Regions from separate parts of the Nothobranchius furzeri genome. Here region 1 is linked to region 2. A link is a contact called in public Micro-C data. All regions are on one chromosome and are shown on one strand. The core of a region is the stretch at or near the end of the contact, and the rest is flanking DNA. Distances in the headings are between cores, read along the strand shown.

The links. A called contact is a pair of places that touch in the nucleus more often than the background predicts.
Region 1: a Micro-C map of tail fin shows a contact between it and region 2, with 18 times the contacts expected there. The contact joins the promoter of tmem186 here to the promoter of LOC129164224 in region 2. A contact is called at or near these places in 2 of 2 Hi-C or Micro-C datasets (skeletal muscle and tail fin).

Annotation. Positions count from the first base shown.
Region 1 is chr4:5,453,491-5,460,072 of NfurGRZ-RIMD1, forward strand. tmem186 (transmembrane protein 186) reads right to left here and starts at 2,218. Exons shown (of 2, transcript XM_015967438.3): 1 at 2,078-2,218; 2 at 232-1,043. The coding sequence starts at 1,034. The coding sequence ends at 378. It overlaps gde1 (glycerophosphodiester phosphodiesterase 1), which reads left to right and starts at 1,904. Exons shown (of 6, transcript XM_015967420.3): 1 at 1,904-2,310; 2 at 2,967-3,142; 3 at 3,366-3,471; 4 at 4,025-4,117; 5 at 5,428-5,639; 6 at 5,733-6,203. The coding sequence starts at 2,041. The coding sequence ends at 5,880.
Region 2 is chr4:5,199,740-5,206,816 of NfurGRZ-RIMD1, forward strand. LOC129164224 reads right to left here and starts at 3,167. Exons shown (of 3, transcript XM_054743592.2): 1 at 2,871-3,167; 2 at 2,693-2,789; 3 at 1-810. The coding sequence starts at 2,976. The coding sequence ends at 471.

The DNA.
Region 1 (6,582 bases), core at 968-3,467, 250 kb after region 2:
TTTATCAATAGTCACATTTCCATGCAGGATGATCAGGTTGGAAGAAAACTCAACTGCAGGATTCCTCTAAAACTCCAGGGGGGTTTTATGACCACATTCAGACCTCTAATGGACCAATAAGATCAACAGTAAAGGGAATAGATCCACTCTGCAGAGCCATCAGATATTAAACACATCAAAACATTTACCTGTCCGACTCACCTGGCCAGGTAAAGAGGCTAGAGTCAGACACTCATTAGTCACATTTATTTAAATCAAGAAATGAAAACATTGAAATTGAATCATTTATTTCAAAACAGGATATTTTTGTATATTTGTTGGATCTTATTACAATACTTGAAAGCAGTGATTTAGTTGATCACATTTTGAATGAAGAATTATTTTAGCCTCCCAAACACTCTCTCAAAGCCCTGCTTGTCAACAACGCGTCCGTAATAAGTAGAAAAATACATTGTCTCTGGACTACTGTATCTCTTCAGTTTCAGTATGGTCTCATTCTCCATGTCTCCTGTGTCCCAGATGGTCAAAACGTCTGACACGGGTAGGTAGGTGTCTTGACGCTTGCCCCAAAAAGTGAGGTGAGAAACTTTGAGTGTGGTCTGGGATGGATCCAGGTACATCATCCCCACAACCCTTCTAAAGAAGTGACTCATAGTATACAGCATGACACCAGCAAACAGTGCAATCCCCGTAGAGTAGCATACTAGAAAGAAGGACACGTCACCCTGGAAGTAAAGGAAATACATGGGTGGAATGATGACCGCAGTGATTGCAGTTTGGAGCAGTTTGAGCCTGGACACGACTCTGAGAAGCTTAATGTGTGGCAGCGTGTAAATCATAGAGAATTTCTGCGTGGATAGGTCTGAGTATCTGACGGAGGTTGTGATTTTAGGAGTGAGGGGTCCATGGGAGGTCTGATGGATGGGTGTATGACCTGAAAAATGAGACTGTAAACCATTAGACACTCGTCCAGAGAGTAAACATGATCCTCTTGTGCAGGACAGGGTGTGGTGGGTTAATCTGCTCAGCAACATCGACCTGATCTGTGGGGGAAAAAAAACATTAAATACGACATTCAGTCAGGCAATATGCAGTCACCTAATTGAGCCAAATATTAACAGCAGAATAAAGTCTCGATCTGTTTTACATTAAAACTGTTAACCCTTATTCAGAATGAGGTCAAATTAATCTCCTAGCTGAATCAAATCAAGCTCAAGGGCATTTCGCGGGTAGGATTGTTTGATCTATTTGATCCACCAATTCCTTTGAATTTGATAACACTGTAATAACAGTAATATTAATAGTCTCACTATGATGCTCACCATGGCCAACGACTGGTTAATTCACAGGTAAAGTCAAAAATAGTCCCAAGTCCACTTTTGGCATGAAGACGTCCAGCTTTGTGACCCGGATGTTACAACCGTGTGTTCCTAAAGATCTCGTTTACTCTCCTCACATTAGAAACATTAGTAAAGTATACATTTTAATTTAAAAAATGTATGAAATTGTTCACACTGAATAAGAGCTGCAAACGGCATGTAGCGAACCTATTTAGAACCACATCCGGGGATGCGCCGAGATGTGTTTCGGTCCGTCGAAAAATGTTTTCCCCACTTAATGAAATATATTTCAAGCCTCCGAGATATGTTCTCCAGCAAAGTGGGATTTACAGTTGTTTTAGTGTAGAAGAATAAATGTCATTGAATGTGTGATTCGTGAAATAACGAGTTAGTTTTATTGGTTTACTTTGACAAAGGTCGCGCCTGTTTTACGTAACATCCGGTCACAGCCGTTACGACGTGCCACCTGAAATGTTGTCCTCCCGTTTGGTCGTTCAGCGGCTCAACCGTCCTAGCAGTTTCTAGCTTTCTCCGGCTTAGATGTGGTTTAATGCTCCACTTAATAGCTGCTGTCAGAATATAACACGGAGCATGGATGTGTGTGAAACATCGCGTTTTTAACCAAGAAAAATAGCTTAACAGGAAAGAAAATGTCAAACTGAAGAAAATCTGCGCTCGTGAACCCAAGAAGTCGTCTACAATGCTTCAGCTGGGAGATGAAGTCACCCTCTACTCACTTGTCCTCGTGGTGGTCCTGCTGGGGACGCGGAGTCCGGTGTGGTCGGCTGTCCTCACCGCTTCCCTCTACTTCTTTCTAGCCATGTTTCGGTTCCCGCAGGTGACGACCAGCCGAGCCCGGCAGGTGTTGCATCCAGACTCCCGTGCAGTGGGCAGCGGTAAGGTGTCTGTGATCGCTCACCGGGGCGGAGGACACGACGCACCGGAGAACACAATAGCAGCCATACGGGAGGTGAGAAGGGACACTGGGGAGGGAAGACGTTAAACCGTTAACCTTCACACGACCTAGAGCGGCTGTTTCTTCTAATGGCGAGATTTAGTTAGTCATTGATTAAAAATGTAATACCTCCACTTTAATACACATTTGTGTAACACCCGCAGATCAGCCCCCAAGATGTTACATGAAGTGAGTCTGACCAACCAGCATTAATGTGGGCAATGAAGCACAGAATCGGATCGCTTCAAAAATAGATAATTTATTAAAGATTGCAAAAGCTAAAAGTCCAAATAAAAGCTCGGTCTGTGCAGGTTGTGCCTACAAAACAGGGCAGGGAGACCAGTTCAAATCCAGGGGGAAGTTGAATTGTCTTCACCAAACCAACATGTATGAAGGTAGTGACGATGACTTGAGCTTCCCCCAATCGGCCCAGTGCTGCACCCACACAATTTACACACACTCACACACACACACACAGTGTGATACAGCTCTCCCAGGTTACATTTGCACTATCTAACCATTTAAGGAGATTGAAATCTAAACGTGCTTATTTTCAAATGAACTAAACCAAAGTGTGTACGACACACGTCAAAATGTTTATAATGTGATATTTTAATGCATCTACTTTTTTGGCTCACGGTGACTTGGTTCTCCAATGCTTTTACCTGCAGGCCAGTAAGAATGGTGCAACTGGTGTGGAGTTAGACCTGGAGTTCTCCGCTGATGGGGTCCCAATACTGATGCACGATGAGACTGTGGATCGGACCACCAATGGGTCGGGACGTCTCAGCCAGATCAAATTTTCAGAGCTCAGGAAGCTGGATGCAGCTGCAAAACATCGGCTCAGGTGAGAAACAGCAAATTGCTGAGTTAGCAAAGCCTACTTCCTCTTGTACGTTCATAATGCGTGTTTTATCCTACTGCGTTGCGGTTTGTGCTGTGTCAGAAAAAAAGAACCATAATGCAGAAGCCTGCTTCCTTTTAATTTATTCTGCAATAAATAAAAACAGATTTCCTTTAAAATAAGTTTGCTCTCCAAGTGAGTGTCACTCTTATTCCTTCATCACTAGGAACAAGTTTGAAGGTGAGAAGATCCCAACTCTACAGGAAGCAGTGGAGGAATGCATCAGACTGCAGCTCACCATCTATTTTGATGTCAAAGGTCATCCGGACCAGGTAGAGAAAACAAAGCTCAAATAAACTTACTTATGTGCTACTGGTTTAAAAATAACTGCAACAAGATGTCTTATTAGTCATTTTTAACTCTCCACACTTTAAATTCAAGTTAGACTAATTAGCAGTGAAATAATCCTTTGCCACATGCTTCATGACCTGCAGATTTACAGACATTGTGTATGATCAAATTCAACACAGCTCTTAATTAGCTGTTTCCACGCTTGCACCGTTTCACTTTTGTGTTGAGTGGTCACAAACAGAGGCACAGGCAACATTTTACTCTTTAATTAAGAGTCTGTGTTGCGTTGTGTTTTAATTGTTTAAGTTTTCAGATATTTGCAGCTCAACACATTTTAAGGAGTACTTACTTAAGAAAGCTGTGGTTTCATCAGTTTCTGTTGTTTTTCTTGTCACTGATCTTCTAGAGGTCAGTGGCCCACAGCAGTGTGTCTGATCCCACGCAGCTATTGGATGGGTGCAAACACACACACACACACACACACACACCGCAAACTGACCCTCTATAGTTGTGTGCTTTGTTGTTCCCACACAGGCAGCTGCAGCTCTTAAAGACTTGTATCAGAAATATCCGGTTCTCTACAACAGCAGCATCGTCTGTTCCTTCGAACCCAAAGTCATTTACAGGGTAAGAGTGTGTGTGTGTGTGTGTGTGTTTAAAAGCAGCTGTGAATCCTGTAGATGAGGCATGAACTGATATGATTTTTTGCATTGAAGTTTGATAAAGCTTTATTTTGAAAGGCCTTCACTAAAAACTCGCTGAGCTCTTTATAATTTATTAAACTGATTATTTGAAACATGATAAATACCATTTATAGACTATAAATAATATAATTATCCAAAGGAAAATTAAAACAAATGCACAACCCAACTTGTTTAATACGTGTTCATTATTGATCTGAGTTGTCCTGATGTGCTTCTGAGCAGAACCGTGCCCGAGACAAAAGTAGCAGGAGGCTGAGGGGATCAGTGAACTTTGTGAAATGATTTGTAAACGCAGCACAGCACAAAAATGGCGGTGATGTTGAGCTTTCTGCTCAGTCGTTGGTTTCTTGTCAGACTCTGAACCAGGAGATGGCTGCAGGCAGTGAGGCGTCGTACGGAAAGCTCTGGAACAGTCAGTGACTCCACCCCATAGCCAATCAGTGACCACATCAAAGCAAGTACTAGGGGGAAAATACCGACCTGTGCTGTTGGAAGAAGCTGTCCAACCAGACCGGACCCATACGAGTCATGCTGTTGGGAAAGGGGCATTAGAGCCACGTTATCAGCTTTAGCTGTAAGCACATGCAGAGGCTGACAGGGAGGCAGATGGTGCTCCAGTACTTGGGAAACTAAAAAGTGTTGTCTCCTCAAACAGCAGCGCAGCTCCTCCACAAAAGAGAACCTTCATCCTCCAAGCCTGGGTCATCTGGGCTTTTTATGATAAATGACCCACACTTGTATAGCACCTCTCAGAGTAAGGACTCCAAAGCGCTTTACACTACAGTGTGTCATTCACCCATTCACACACACATTCACACACTGGTGGTGATGAGCTACGACGTAGCCACAGCTGCCCTGGGGCGCGCTGACAGAGGCGAGGCTGCTGAGCACCGGTCCCTCCGACCACCACCAGCAGGCAGGGTGGGTTAAGTGTCTTGCCCAAGGACACAACAGCAGAATTCTCTGTCCGGAACCTGCAACCTTCCGATTACTGGACAACCCGCTCGACCTGTTGAGCTACTGCTGCCCCTAATATGCCTAAAAATTTCCCAAAAGGCAAAATTCGTCCTGTTAAAAATTCCAGAGGCTTTCTTACATCTGCCATGAGGACCAAACTTGTACTCGTTAACCTGCTAACAGGAGCCGCCCAAGCCAACCAGCGGAAACTAAATGTTTGCCAGTATTCCCATTTTGACTGTTGCTGCACTTTTATTCCCGCATCTTTCCAACCAGATGAGGCAGAGCGACCCTGAAGTGGTCACCGCGTTGACCCACAGACCCTGGAGCCTGAGTCGTCTTGGAGACGGTGTCCCGCGTTTCTCATCGGCATGGAAACATCACTGGGTGACGCTGATGGACATCATGTTGGACTGGGCGCACCATCACGTGCTGTGGAGGCTCTGTGGCGTATCGGCGTTCCTGGTACAGAAGAACTTTGTGTCCCAGTGAGTGAGAAAACCCCTGCGAGGTGTTCTAGTCTAGGCTTTCATGTTTCCATGTGCTTCTTCATGGAGTTGTTACCCGTGTGCTGTCTGCAGGGACTACATTCAGTACTGGGCCCAGCGGGGGGTGGAGCTTGTAGTTTGGACCACCAACACAAAAGTGGAGAAGGCGTATTACCAGGAGCTGCTACACATCAGCTACATCACCGACAGCCTGGTGGAAGACTGTGAACCGCACTACTGAGAAACACACACACACACACACACACGTTTATTATAAACATAATAAAGACATTTTTACTCACCACTCCTCAGATATCTGTTACATCATAGAAAGTCAACAGTTCAGGAGACTTTTTATGCTGAGGCACAATTTTTATGTTTATATTTGAGTTTTTCCTGGAGAAAAACATTTCAAACCTTTAGATTTAATGCAAAGGGGCCAAATATTAGCAGTTAGACGCTGAAATTAGTTTATGTTATATCTGTTTATGTGTAAAAGTCTCAAGTCATCCCTTCTTTCATGACTTTTCTTCTAACAAATAAAAAGTTGTAATTATTTCTTGATTTGTCTCCAGCGACAGTTCTCTGGACTTCCAGAAGGTTGTTTTAGTTGTTCTTTAGCTGGTTTTATTTCCACTGTACAAAAATGATCACGTCTCATAATTTTATTATGATTCAAATTTAGTTCCTGAAAAAAAAATCGACAAAAACTTCAAATCAAATCTTTAGTTACTTCTATAAATAAGTAGTAAATATTTTATGATCCAGATAATAAACAGCCTTATTGTTCTCATAGAGAGATTAAATAATCTGTAGGGATGAGATGAGCTGAGCCTTGATCACCATGTACAGAGACTTGTTTAAAGGTGCAGTATGTAAGAATATAGTGAGTATTTTACAGTGAGAAAATCCCAAAAGAGTAATGTTTCAGTCAATTTGGAAG
Region 2 (7,077 bases), core at 1,917-4,416:
GTTCATTTTTCACAGTGGAGACTTTTTCATTAGCTGCTATTAAAATACAGAGATAGTGATGATTGATTAAACCATTAAAGACAGACTGTAAGACACCTGTTTTGTGTCCAGACTAGAGCTTTACATAATTTCACAGAAAAAATTCATTCATAAAACTGAAAAAAATAAATTTCTAAAAATGATTATTTTCTCCCAAACATATCAGGCTAAATAAAAAAACAGTGTGCAATTTATTCTTCAGGTTATTTTTGTAGAGAATCGGAAACTTGGAATTTCCGGTTGTCATTGAATGCATCATGACTTGAGGTTCCTCAGGGGTCATTACAAAGACACCTCCAGAGATTTGCACACAACTTTAGTAATGAGATGAAAAAGCAGCATGGCTCAGATGTAAAATTCATTACTACTGAAACAACAAAAGATCTGTAACTAATATGGTTTTCTTCATAACTAACCTGACGACAGACACTCTAAAGCTGCATGTAGAATATTGGCGGGTCCAGGACGAGGCCGCTGTTGGGATCGTTGGCGTACTCTTGCAACGACAGAGGCAGCGAGAGGGAAGTCTGCTCCTCTGGTCTCCTGCTGACTCTGATCTGCTCCTCCTCTTCCTCCTTCAGCCCCACAGGCAGCGGGTTGCTGTAGATGTAGTAGATCCTGGAGTTGTCCTTTGCTGCCTCTGGTCTCCTGAAGAAGGCCACCAGAGGGTTGATGAAGCTGGTAGACCTTTTCACGGCTCTGACCTCCACAGGATCCTCCGGCTCAGTGCCGCTCACCGCGCTCCCGCACACGTGAGCTCTCTTCGACTGTCTGGTGAGGAAAGCAGGTAGCAGAAGTAGGTACAAGCACCCATTCTAATAAAAATCTCAATTAAATTAAAATATTACACAAAATACATGAAAGAATCAAATCAAATCTATTTCTATTGACTAAATAGATTTTAAAAAAATCATAAAATAATTACAGCTAATGTTTTTAAAATAGCATAAAAGTACTAAATATAACAGGAAACAATAAGAAAAACTCAAACAACAAAAACACCACAAAATATGATTACAGAATTTAAAATTATATTTAAAAAGGAATGTGGCTGATTAGATGTGTTTTGTATTTTTTCCCATTGTTTGAACTTAGTTTTTGTCTTCTGAAACAATGTGCTCTTTTGTCGTTAAACGTTTTTACATTTTTAATTCTTCTTGAGTTTGTAGTTTTATGTCTGAAGGTCTGGTCGCATAGAAATCCACTTTTTACTCTAGCGGAGAGTTTTTGACAGGATTACGTCTCCCTAAAAATCTTCCTAAAAGTCTTATAGCTTAAAAAAATGTCTAATTTGTTATAAAACCTGATTAAATTTACAGGTTGGATGTATTAAAAAAAAGCATTATTTTATTTTTATTTAATTGATTGCTTTGGTTACATAACTAATTAGTTAATAGTTTTAAAGCCATACCATGCAACTTTTTTCATCTTTTAAAGGGGAACTAAGCAGTTTTAACTTGCTTTTAGCACCCCTAATGTTCGTTTGTAGAACCAGAAGCAAATCTTGTCTCCTCGCAGTGCGTTTGTCTTTTTAAAACCTTAATCTAACTGCTGAAATGTGTCTCCAGCCTCCATTAGTGTCTGTGATTCGTCACTAAATTAAATAAATCAGCTGTGTTCATGATGAAACATGCAGGAAACATGCCGGAAGCAGACTGAAGCGCCAGGTATGTCGGCTCCAACAGTGCATCCCACCTTTCTGAAGTTGCAAGTGGCCACAGGGAGCTGGTGGCCTTTCATTAACCCTGTAATGGGATATTTTTGATTATAATTGCTCAAGAAAACCATTTAATTTCATATTTTTTATGCAATGTTGGAAATGTAAAATGTCCTTTTACGGGGTTAATGAAATGTCACTCAGACCCCTGTGGTTAGAATACCGCATTTGTAACTTCAGAGTGCCGGTCCGGTCTGCTGGACTTAGGAAAGTGGACCTGACACGCCTGGCGCTGCAGTCTGTTTCCAGTATGTTTCCTGCATGTGTAAGATCGTGAACACAGCTGATTCGTTTGATTTAGTGATGAACCGCTTCGAGGCTGAGGAGATGTTTCAGCTGTTAGATTAACATGTTAATTTTCTAACATTTCTGGTGTTTGAGCACAAAAATGCACTTAGGACATATAAGGGTTAGGGTGTTAAAAAGACAACTGCACAGCGAGGAGATAAGTTTCCCTTTTGGTTTCACTTCAAGGACTCTAGGGTGCGCTAAAGCAAGCGAAAACTGCAAAATATCCCTGTAAGTCCTGGTTAACCCCAACTTTTGTGTCCCTAACTAGACTGATATTTAAAGATAAACATTATTGTTATTTCCTCAAATGAAAAATATTCTAGTAAAATATTTTAGAATATTGAAGGACTTCATGTCGAGGTTAAAACTTAAATGAAAGGATTTGTTTTAGTGTCAACGTGCAGAGACCCAGTTAATGACAGCATGTCGGATCTGTAATTTGTCTAACTGTTTTGTTTTTATTTTTTAGTTTAAAGCATATTTTTTACATTTAACACCCAAAAAAATCCAACCTAAAAAATCAGGCTGAAACGATGAAACGTTAAAATGATCTTTAAATATTTAGGTTTTTGTTGTTAGAATTGGGTGAAAGTTCACGCTTCATGAAAAGATTAGTGATGTTAGTCACAGGTGTGTGTATCCTACCTGGTGTGGTTGTAACAGACACTGACGCAGTACAGGCCGGTAGCAGCGAGGACACACGGAGCCAGGGCCATGAGGACGATGTTCACCACTCTGATCTCTGCATCAAACACAGGAGAACAAACACTAAACTCACAGTAACAGAACTTACAAGAATCAGTGACTTTAAAGTGTTGCTGACCAATCAAGGGAAAGTTCACCAGCTCGTCCTGAAGCCCCATAGTCGTGGTTCCGTTCAGATGGATGCTGTCGGCCATCTGGGCTCGATCCTGATGGGTTCCACTCATGCTGCCATTTGCATCCCAGAAAGAAAAACCACAACACAGACAGGTTCAGGTTCTTCTCACTGCCTGGAACAGAACGCCTGGACCGTGTGACTCAAACTGCTTGACTGTTGCCATGGAGACACCATCCAACTTTGTAGAAACCCTGGCGGCCTGTCCGCAGCTCCCCTTGTTTACTGCTCATTATTCTGTGCAGCGTTGTGGGGCGCTCTGAGGGGAGGGCGATGTTAGGCTTTTCATACTGTAATAGGAAGTGAGTGCTCCCCAAAGCAGAGTAGTCTGCATGTTTCTGCACAAAGCAGAGAGGAATTAATTAAAGTTGGATTTTAACATGGCATGCAATGGCGAGACCTCCAATTTCACATCGATGTGCACCAATAAAATACATGGGATATGTTTTTAAATTCCTATTTTTATGCATTATTTCTATTTTTATGGTATTTTTATGTTTTATTTTTAAGTAAAGTTAATGATAATTATACAAAATTATTATTATTATTATTTTTAAAAAATACAAAAAGTCTCTATTTGAGAGAAGTTTGCACCCCCCTTTTTTTTAACTGTTATTTTTCCTTTTAACCAAATTTTACCAAAGCAGAGTCGCGTAAACATTCTTGCATCACGTCCACATCTTATTTATTTATTTATTTTAATCTCCACTGTTTGTTTTGAGGACGGGACTGCAGCAAATCCAGGGAACTACAGTTCACATTTTCACAAACAGTCAGGATCTACGGTTCAGTGGTTCCACAAAACGCTCAGAGCCAAATCGACAAAAAGTCAACAAAGACGGCATTCTTTCTTTTTTTTGCTACGCTTCACCTCCTGCAACACCACAGGAGATAATATGCAATTAGTGGAGGATCTAGTTAAAACAGGTTCTGTGTTGCTGTTCAACAAACTCAGCTGCTTTGAGGTTTTATTATTTTTTATGAGAATGACTTTGTTTCAGATAATGCCTTTAAGCAGAAAGATGCCTCCATCTTATTCATAATAACAACAACAACAATTATTGTTATTATTATTATTATTATTATTATTATTATTATATCAAACATGCAGTGAGAAAAAACTCTAAAGTTTTTGACCGAAGTGCTGCAGGTTGGACTTATTTTGCATAATACACTGAAAAAAAATATAAACACTTTTGTTTTTGCGCCCATTTTTCATGAGTTGAACTCAAACATCTGAAACTTTTTCTACAAACACAAAACACCCATGACTCTCAAATATTGTTCTGAAATCTGTCTACATGTGTGTTAGTGAACACGTTTCCTTTACTAGATACTCCATCCCACCTCACAGGTGTGGCATATCAAGAGGCTGATTAGACAGCGTGAATCATGTACAGGTGCGCCTTGGAGTGCCCACAATGAATAATAATACGTTTACAAGAGTTCCTTTGCAAAACAGATGAATCTGTTTATGCATTTTCAACAGATTTATATTATTTACTTTGGATAAAAGATGGCTTTTATCTGTTTTTGCTAATAAACTCGTATTATATACACACAGATTTCATTGCTTAAATTCATTAAATTAACAGTAACAAAAACACATTTATTGCAACATCCTGCTGGAACAGATTAGTTGTACGGTTCATTTTCTCCACTAGAGGTCAGACTCAGATTACAATTGGTGTAGAGAAGGTCTGGAGGTCTTCAGTAGGATGGAGCTGTGACAACTTCACATGTGAAGTCATTCTACAGTAAATTAAAACCATCCTCTAAGTGATGGATCAGCATCACAGAGAGGATGGATTATTTATCAGCCTTCTAAACGTTTTCTAAAGACTTAAAATTTCACTCCCTTTCTGACTTTCTGCAGAGTCAGACTGAGGTTTGTGGGTGGCGTGGTGTTTATTTGAACAGAGCTGCTTAGGTAAACTAATTTAGTCTGTGGTGATTATCATGGAAAAGTGGTTCCTGGTCTGATTCACGGCTGAGAAGAGTCATGTTATCCACTTTTGAGCTGTTTTTGTAGCACACTTTGGTCCTTTAGATTTTTGCTGCTTTTTCTCTCATTTTTAGTGGTTTTTATGCACCTGTGACTGGAACAAGTGGTTTGTGACTGGAACAAGTGGACAATTGGGGGAGAAAATGATGAGTGTCAAGTGCAACATCCATCTACTGCAGATGCATGAAAGTCGCATCTGTTGGAAACGAAAAGAAAACCATGCTTTGTGACATTTTTCAGCTTATGAGTGTTTGGGAATCATTTAGCTGATGCTCAAATTGAATTTTATGCATCAAACTGTGATAAAGTTGGTGTTTTTCAGAGATTCAGCTGATTAAATCTTCAGAAATGTTGACGAAATGTTCATTTAAAAATTATACAAGTGCCTGTTTTGAAGCAAAATGTAAGGATGGAGAGAATTCTCAAGAAAATCATCACACCAATGTTCATCATTTAAATTTCACTGAATAAAAAGCTTGTTTTCATTACCAAATAAAGTCAGATTTTCAGCTATTATGATTTCATTGTCAAACCTCAACTTTTTAAAAGCTTTCTCATGGCAAGAAAATGGATTTAGCTTAACAAAATTAAAGTGACTGAAATTTGCAGTTTCACTTTGACCAATGAACATCTTATTGATTTAAATTCTTGAGTCTCAAACAAAATCTATAAAATTAGAAAAACAGGTTTTTGGGTTACATTTAAAAAAATGTTTAACATTTGCCTCAAACAACATCAGAACTATCAAAAAGTTGTAGAAAAAAGCATGAAAACATAAATAAAAACAGTATAAACTCATTTTTTTAAATAATCCAAAAGATTTCATCTTCAAATGGACTTATATTTTGAAAAAAAAAACAATCTGGAGTTTCAATCTGATTGGCTACTGATGAGGAAAGTAATCTAAAATCATGTCAATTAATTAAATATTCTACGTAAAAGTGAACACAGCTTTATCTCCTCACAACCGTGGACGAACAGCAACTACCCCACCCCCCACCCCTACACACACACTTTACCACCACCACCACCCCCAGCAGCAGCAGCAGCTCCTTCATCAGCCTTTGGGCTTTCTCATCAAACAGCTTTCAGATGTTTCTGTCTAAATGACATAAAACAGGTGATATTTTAACATTTATCACTATTAATCATTGATTTGATATTTTTCTGCTCGTCCCACACTCCTCCTCCCCAAGAAGTTATTTTTTAAGTTATGGTCTCTTTAAATAAACAGCCAAGTTGGCCTCGTGTCACCATTGATTGTAAGAAACTTTTCTTCTCTCTGAAGAAGCTTTTCAGCATGTTTATAAATGTTTTCTTCAACTTATAAAAGTAAATCCATCATCTCTGCCATGATCTTCTTCAAACCCTCCCGCTCTGAATTCCTGGCCATCCTTCATCACTCAGCCTCACCCCCCCACCCCCACCCGCCAGCCCACTCTGCTCCTCTTCCTTCCCTCTTGGTGTTTACACAGAGGCTAGTCAGGAGGAGTTCGGATTCTGGTGAGATCAATTTGCTCTGATGTGGTCCAGGAGGGAAACCCTTTCTTAATTCATTAAATCTTAAATATCTAAACATTTGTTTTAGATCATGATGTAAGTTAAAGACTTACAGCTGAAGTTTGAAATCAAAATTGCATCCTTGACGAAGGACCTACCCAGTCGATGTAGGCTGGAGACTTCGAGGATCTTGATTTTGGACACAGTCTATAATTTGATCAGTTGTAGATTTATGTGTGATTGTTAATTTCTGAAAGTTTCATTCACATCTGACTAGAAACTTTACCAGTAGACACGCTGGGATGAGTCTATAGTTACTGATTAACTTAATGACAAAGTTGAAAAGAAAGACTGTGTGATCCATAAGTGATCAAAATACAAGCTGGGGATGTGTCTTGGATACCTACACCCCAGAATATAACTGAATATCTGTATAATTAGTTGAAATGTGGCAATGTGCAGAAAAGTGTGATTCTTCCTGTGTGAGAGTTGGCAGCTCTGATGTTCAAGTTTGTCGATCCTCAATATAAAAAACAAGAAGAAGAAAAAGAAAAAAGTTAGCTTTCTCTGTTGGCATCATGGCAGAGCCTGGAAATAAAAGTAAGAGAGTCATGTCTGGAGGTGAAGCAAAAAGCTAAAACCATAATG